2 separate regions of the Sus scrofa genome follow, and region 1 is linked to region 2. A link is a contact called in public Hi-C data. All regions are on one chromosome and are shown on one strand. The core of a region is the stretch at or near the end of the contact, and the rest is flanking DNA. Distances in the headings are between cores, read along the strand shown. Region 1 overlaps MAP4K4 (mitogen-activated protein kinase kinase kinase kinase 4). Region 2 overlaps IL1R2 (interleukin 1 receptor type 2).

Region 1 (3,605 bases), core at 363-2,862, 150 kb before region 2:
ATCAGAGGGCTTTTTGTTTCATCATCTTTTTGATGTAGTTTTACTCAAAAGAAGTTAAAAAGATGCTTTCCTTTGGAAAACCTGGCCAACCAAGAATATCTGAAGAAACTAAGTAATTGCTATTTAAAGCACAGAAACTTGTGTTTACCAGTTAGTGGAATGTAAAGTTTTTTATTGCCAGTGATAGAAATGGTTGAGTTCTTAGGTCCTAAGTGTTTATTGTAAGCGATGTGCTGGTGAAAACCCAACTGTTCTTTTTGCTTCTGCATGGAACAAGCAAAAGATACAGAATAAGAGATTTTAGCTCAGTCTGCCTGGAAGAGGAGAGGCCACAGAAACACAGCTGGGAGGTGGCTCAGTTTCTGTGTGAGGTTGTTCCTGGAGCCCTGAGGCAGGGGAAGTGGTTTGCTGGCTTTTAGAAGGCAGAGGCCCTCCACCTGATTGCAGACCATTTGGCGGCAGAAGAGCATAGTGTCAGTGCAGAAGTCTTATAAAAAAGTGTGAAGGCATTATGCTAGCAAGCAACAGGCAGCTTTATAGGAGGGTAGTTGTAGGTGTTAGACCTGACCGAAGATGTCCTAGCCATTAAACTCGTAGCTTCTGAACACCAGGATGGTTCTGGTTCTCTGTTCTTCTTACAACCCCACCTCACCCACAGGGGAGTGTTTTGCATTGAAATCTAAGAGTAGACAGTGGGGGGAGCACCCCCAAACTTGAAGTGTATGGAATAAGAGAGGAGGCGGGGCCAGAAGCTGACTCTAGAGAATGATGGTGATGTAGCCATCACCTCAGGGGCCTGCTGCCGACCCCGTGTTCCCTGTGTGAGACACAGCTCCCCGTTGCTCAGGAAGTCAGTTTTAAGCATCTGCCTTCAGAACGAATGCTGGGTAGGGTTGGGGTGGGGGTGGGGCTCAGGAGGAGTACTTTGACTGTAATAAATAACTATTTTGTATACCTATCATGAATATTTTGGTCTAATATCTCCAGTGGCTTTGCCCCAAACTTTCTCATTTATTAGTAGTTAATCTCTGTCACATTAAAGTTTGTGATGCTGGCTTCCTGTGTCTTGAGAAATTGGATGGCTGTGCTTTCTCTAGAGCTGTGCTGTAGACTGTTTAACTTCGGTGAAATAAAATTCAAAACTCCGCTCCTTCCTTGTGCTGGTCCCATTGCAGGTGCTCGGTCACAGCGAGGGGCCAGTGGTTGCTGTACTGAGCGAGCCCTTCCCCAGCTGGGATCTGAGGGCCCATACTGCACGTTCACAGGAGGAGGGGTTGGTTGATTTTATATTCAGCACCCAGATGTGGGCCCAGTGTCACTTTTATGACACCCTGTACTCTGGGGCTGGTAGAAGGGCTGGGATCTGGGCGAGTTTGGTAATGAGATGCAGGATGGCATATGCTGTGCAGTGACAGGCAGAGTGGCCTCAGACCTGGGGGCTTAGAGGCCGGCGACACCAGGCAGTCGCTTCATTTTTCCAAGCCTGTTTTCTCCTCTTCGAAGTAGGAGGGAAGGACCTGCTTCCTAGGTTTGTTAGGGGAACTCCAGTGGGTGAAGAGGTGGAAGGAAGACCGCTGTGTCCTTAGCGTGCACGCACGTGCTCGGGTGGTTTCCTCAGTCGCGGTGAGATCACTGCGTCTCTTATTCGCGTTGGTGTCAGTTCCTCTTGCCCTCATATGCTTCTTTTGTTGCCTTATTTTTCTTTGCCCTGTTTTTCTTTGCCCGATCTATTGTCCTGTATCCATTTCTCGTCTTTTTCTTCTGACTTAAGGGCCCTGGATAGCTTGTTAGTAGGATTTGAGGATAGAGGGTTCCCTGTCCTTCGTTGCTGTGGTTCAGTGAAGAATGGGGCATGACTGAGAGCAGAATGGAACCAAGCTCTGACTGGTGCTTAGGAAGCTGGTCCATGTGGACCGGTGGAGGTGGGCCTGCGAGGTCCCCCCCGTTAGCGTCTCCCTGCAAGCCGAGGCTAGGGAGTCTGCTGATTGTGTCTGTCCCCGCATAGCAACAAAGGAGAGAGCGCGAAGCCAGAAGGCAGCAAGAACGTGAGCAGCGGCGACGCGAGCAGGAGGAGAAGCGGCGTCTGGAGGAACTGGAGAGAAGGCGAAAGGAAGAGGAGGAGAGGAGACGGGCAGAGGAGGAGAAGAGGAGAGTCGAGAGGGAACAGGTTAGTTTGTCCTCAAAGAATGTTCCCGCCACAACTCCTGACCTCTGTCACTTTGCAGACTTGGGGGGTTGGGGGCAGAAAGCTCACCCGGGATCAGGACTTCAGAGCTTTGAACGTGCAGAAGTGCAGCTGGAAACATTCAAGTCAGTAAGTGGACTCTCTTGTCTCTACAAACAGATACATATGAATCATGACACTTTAGAAACCTCTCGAAACCAGCTGAGTGGTCTCCACTAGTCTGATGCTTGAAGGATCTTCTCGGGTTTGGCTTAAGTGCTTCAAACCTCAAATATCTGGATGATAGTGAACTTTTTTTTTTTTTTTTTCTTCAATGAAATTTGAAACCAAGTGTAAGACGTTTCCCATGAGAAATATTTGAAGTATCCAGTGACTAAAGAGGATTTTTCCTCACCACGTATTTTGGATGTGCTTATGTGTTTTCTGTGTTAGAGAGATGTGTCATTCTCTTCTTGTTGAAAACATGTCATGTCCGTGTCCCTCCCAGCCCCGCCTTTGGAGACCCAGCCCTCTCAGTCACCAAGGGCTTGGGGCTGGTTCATTTGTGAGAATTTCCCAGACCAGAGCTGGCAGAATGTAATTGTTCTAGGTATCTTTTGTTTGATCTCAGAAAATACAATTCATATTCGTTTTATTTAATATTAAGCAGGTTTTGGTTTGGGGTTTTAAAAACTGGTCCTTCGTGCTTGGTATAAATAGTGGTTAGTCAGCAGACAGCTATTAACAAGAACACTCTGGTTTCCTAGCTGAGCTTTGGAGTGCTCTGCACTTAGCATCTCTAAGAGGAACAGCAAAGTCCTTTAAACCCTTGCACTTGTATATATAACATCTGTGTTCTAACAGAAGAACTTTACTTGTCCTTTTAGGGCCACGCCCACAGCATATGGAAGTTCCCGGGCTAGGGGTCAAATCAGAGCTACAGCCACTGGCCTACACCACAGCCACAGCAACACCAGATCCAAGCCATGTCTGAGACCTACACCACAGCTCAAGGCAATGTCAAATCCTTAACCCAGTGAGGAAGGCCAGGAATCAAACCTGTGTCCTTGTGGATGCTAGTCAGATTCATTTCCGCTAAGCCACAGTGGGAACTCCCTGAACTTTACAACACCTGTGTGGTTCCCACAGGATTGCGTATCATCATTTATTAGACTCTAGATCATAGTTTGAAGTTCTTGGGAAAATCCTTCACACTAGGTTTTTGTAGCCATTGGTCCCTGAGTGAGTTACCTGGGGTGGCAGGTGCTCTGGTGCATTCTGCTGGTGGATTGATGGCTGGGTGGTTTCTGTGTGACAGGAGTATATCAGGCGGCAGCTGGAAGAGGAGCAGCGGCACTTGGAACTCCTTCAGCAGCAGCTGCTCCAGGAGCAGGCCATGCTACTGGTAACGCCTGTGTGGGTCCTGGGCTGTGTGGGGTTC
Region 2 (3,412 bases), core at 98-2,597:
GGCTATTACACCTGTGCCATGACATTTGCCCATGGAGGAAGGTCATACAACATCACTAGGAATATCAAACTCCGTATCAAAAGTAAGTACAAGCCATGGAAGATGCCTTTCTTCACCCTGGTTTAGTGACAAGTGTGCAAGGAAAAAAGTCGGGTTTCACCTAGAATTCCTTGACTATCTTTGTACAAAAGGAAAATAGATATGACATCTAAGTATCAGGCTTCTGAGACGTGTGACACTTGGAAATGTAGGAAGCAGGGTGTTTTCATGAGGAAAAGTGAATCCCCAGGTATTTGACAGGGTTCCCAGTCTGAGGCTAAAACACATACCACTAGAGGGGGCCAAATGCTGGCTCACTTGGAAGGTCCCTTTGCACCTCCAGGTCCAGCCGTCAGAACAGTTGCCATAACTTTAGGTATGATTCTAGGATACTAGGATTGTATTGGATTTTTCAGTTGCAAGGCTATGCACTGGCAGGGCGGGTGAAAATTGCCCTTTTTGGTCTTCCCCGGGCATGTCTAGTTACCTATGAAACCAGGCTTATAGAAAAGGGAGGGCTCTCATTGGTTTAAATGAATTCTACCTAAAAATTACATTGTGGACAATATTGACCAGTATGTCAAATTTGTCCATCATTTCTTCCAAACCTCCTACATGCTGGATGTCAAGGCTAGGGGAAGGGCCACACAAGGTTTGAAGTCCTGGCCCCTGTTCTGGAGAATATGGCACTTTTATACACGGAATGACGACACAACTGATGAGAGCTCTGCATAGTTCCAAATCTCTCTTCCACTATAGTTCCTTCATAGTTCCAACAATTAAGGTCGGAACCTTAATCGTTACAGCGATTAAGGTTACATTGTTGGTCTATGAGGGAAAAAGACCTTTTTTTCTCCCAGAGGGTCCAGAGCTTCAGAGTTACTTTAGGGAAAATCGTGCCTCCTACGAGCGGAAATCTCTATTTTCTTTGATTGTTCTATGAGGATTCGTGCACATTAACACCTTGCTCCCTGACGGGGGAGTGGAAGATGGCAGAATCCCTCCACTCCTGCGATTTTGAAGGGGCCCAGGATTAGCCTATTCGTGTGATACTGCATATGAACACAAGGGTGCGCCAACCCACGCATTATTCTTTCATGATTACGCTGTCTCCATTGTTCCTAAACGGTGGTCCTTTTTCAGACCCAGCGCATCACCTGGGTATCATTAGACATGCAAAATCTCAGGCCCCATCCCAGACCTCCTGAATTAGAAACGATTAGCAATCTGTGTTTAATAAGCCTCCAGGCAATGCTGATGCATAGAGAGTGTGGACCCACTGACGTATCTAGTCCTGGAAGCTTCCTTTCCCCCTCCCTGCTCCCCAGCCTCCCTGCAGCAGCCCTGTGACTGGGGAGGGAAAGGCTCCTGGTCACCGTCACGGTGGAGAAGCCAACTGCTCCCTGGGCTCTCCTGGGATGCTGCCTAATGCTTCCTCCTGTTAGGGTTTCAAATGCTCTTTAAGAGGTGAAGGTGGAGACCCGCAGCCCTTCATCCACCCCAAGCTGTCCTTTTGGCTCCAGTTCTCCGGCCCGGGGTTTCTTCAAGCTGCCAGGAGACCTGACTCTGGGAGAGCTGGGTTCTGATTCCTCCCTGAGGTGCCAGTCTTCTCAGTGAGCAGGACCCTTTCCCCAAGCTGGGTCACTCTGCTTGTCCCTCAGTGTGGAGTGAGCATCTCAGACAGGTGGTTCCTGAGCCCCTGTGCCTTTTTCATATTGAATTTTTTGTAGGTAACGCCAGTGTCCTGCTGCAGGCACTTGGGGAAGTGCTGCTGGAGTGGGGGGATGAACTTTAGGGCCAGAAAACTTTAGGGTAAAACCTTTCTGGTGGACATGGTGAATGTTCCTATTAAGTGTTCCTCCAGGAGGCTGGGGAGGGAAATGGTTAACCACTACCCCATCTGTTGGTGGAATGTGTGTTTAACTGTGGCTTCTTCCAGGAATCTGTCTTCTGGGAAAGGCATTGGCCCAAGAGGCTCTATTTGGTGGAGAACCAGTTTCCTTTCCAAGCCTCACAAATGCTGGCCCTGTTGCAGAGGACAATTCAGTTAATTAGCTAAACAATAGAACTTCACCCTCATTTCAAATGAAGGCTTTCCTCCCTGACTCTCTTCCTTGTGTCTTTCTCAGAAAAAGAAGAGGAGACAATTCCCGTGATTATCTCCCCACGCCAGACCATATCTGCTTCACTGGGTAAGGGCCATGATCCCCACGGGTGCCTGCTGTCCCAAAGTCGGGTCCTGCGACCCCTGTGTCATCGACCACGCCCGCCCTGGGGTGTGTGCAGGTCCTGGGTGGAGACCCTCTGCAGTGGGAGAGGCTGAAATAGCAAAGGCCAGGGAACATTTCCCTTTGTCCAGCACTGTCAGAAATGGCCTTTTGGAAACAGGTATATTTTGCTTTGTGAAAACCCCACCTACAAAAATCTCAAGGCAAACATCAGACCATTCTGGTAGTTATACACAGTGGGAAAAGATTAAGGGTCCGCGCCTGCAGTATATTTAAAATAATTCACTTGGGCGTTCCTGTCGTGGTGCAGTGGAAACAAAATCAACTAGTATCCTGAGGATGACCCCAGGCCCTGCTCAGTGGGTTAAGGATCCAGCATTGTTGTGAACTGTGGTGTAGGTTGTGGACACGGCTCAGATCTGGTGTTGCTGTGGCTGTGGTGTAGGCCAGCAGCTGCAGCACTGATTTGACCCCTAGCCTGGGAACTCCCATATGCTGTGGGTGCGGCCCTTAAAAGCAAAAAAATAAATCACTTTGCCAACACTTGGCTGGTGCTCTGTGTTTCCCTGATTCCATGTTCCTGCTCCCACCCCAATCCCAGACAGTCTCCTGTTGCCACAACAGCTGGTCAGTGGGTCAAGGGAGATAATGAAAATGGTTGAGAGTTTGCCATTTTCCACCATTTTTTCCTGTGTTGGCTGACACACTTTCTTACTGAACATTATTGAATGTTATTATTACTATTGAACACTGCTAAGTCTAATAAGATGCCATTTGATGCCAACATCCAATCTGTGGGAAGATCTTACTTCTCCCAATTTCCAGAAGAAAGGTGCCCTACTGGTCACTGGCTCAGTGTCTGTCAAAAAGCCACAGTTGGGTCAGGCTGGGGTTTAGATTCAGGCCTGTGAATCTGTGAAGCCTGTACCTTTTTTGTGTGTTTGTTTTTGTATAATGGTTTTGTAGGTCTTAAGCTCATTTACTAAATCCTAGCTGCAGAGTCCTGTCTGTCTGTCTATCAATCAATCAATCAATCAATTATCTATCATCTAGCTATTATCTTTTTATCTATCATCTATTATCTATCCATTGATCATCTATTTTCTATTATCTTTCTATCATCTATTAGCTTTCTATGTATCATC

Evidence for each region. Hi-C and Micro-C count contacts between places; a contact is called where the count stands out from the background.
Region 1: a Hi-C map of retroperitoneal adipose tissue shows a contact between it and region 2, with 1.6 times the contacts expected there. A contact is called at or near these places in 4 of 47 Hi-C or Micro-C datasets (embryonic fibroblasts, retroperitoneal adipose tissue and subcutaneous adipose tissue).

The regions. Positions count from the first base shown.
Region 1 is chr3:52,518,613-52,522,217 of Sscrofa11.1, reverse strand. MAP4K4 (mitogen-activated protein kinase kinase kinase kinase 4) reads left to right here. Exons shown (of 29, transcript XM_021087163.1): 13 at 2,006-2,167; 14 at 3,483-3,569. Among named protein-coding and RNA genes, the nearest start is that of IL1R2, 120 kb to the right of the region's middle.
Region 2 is chr3:52,373,441-52,376,852 of Sscrofa11.1, reverse strand. It overlaps IL1R2 (interleukin 1 receptor type 2), which reads left to right. Exons shown (of 9, transcript NM_001243363.1): 5 at 1-82; 6 at 2,169-2,231. Among named protein-coding and RNA genes, the nearest start is that of IL1R2, 30 kb to the left of the region's middle.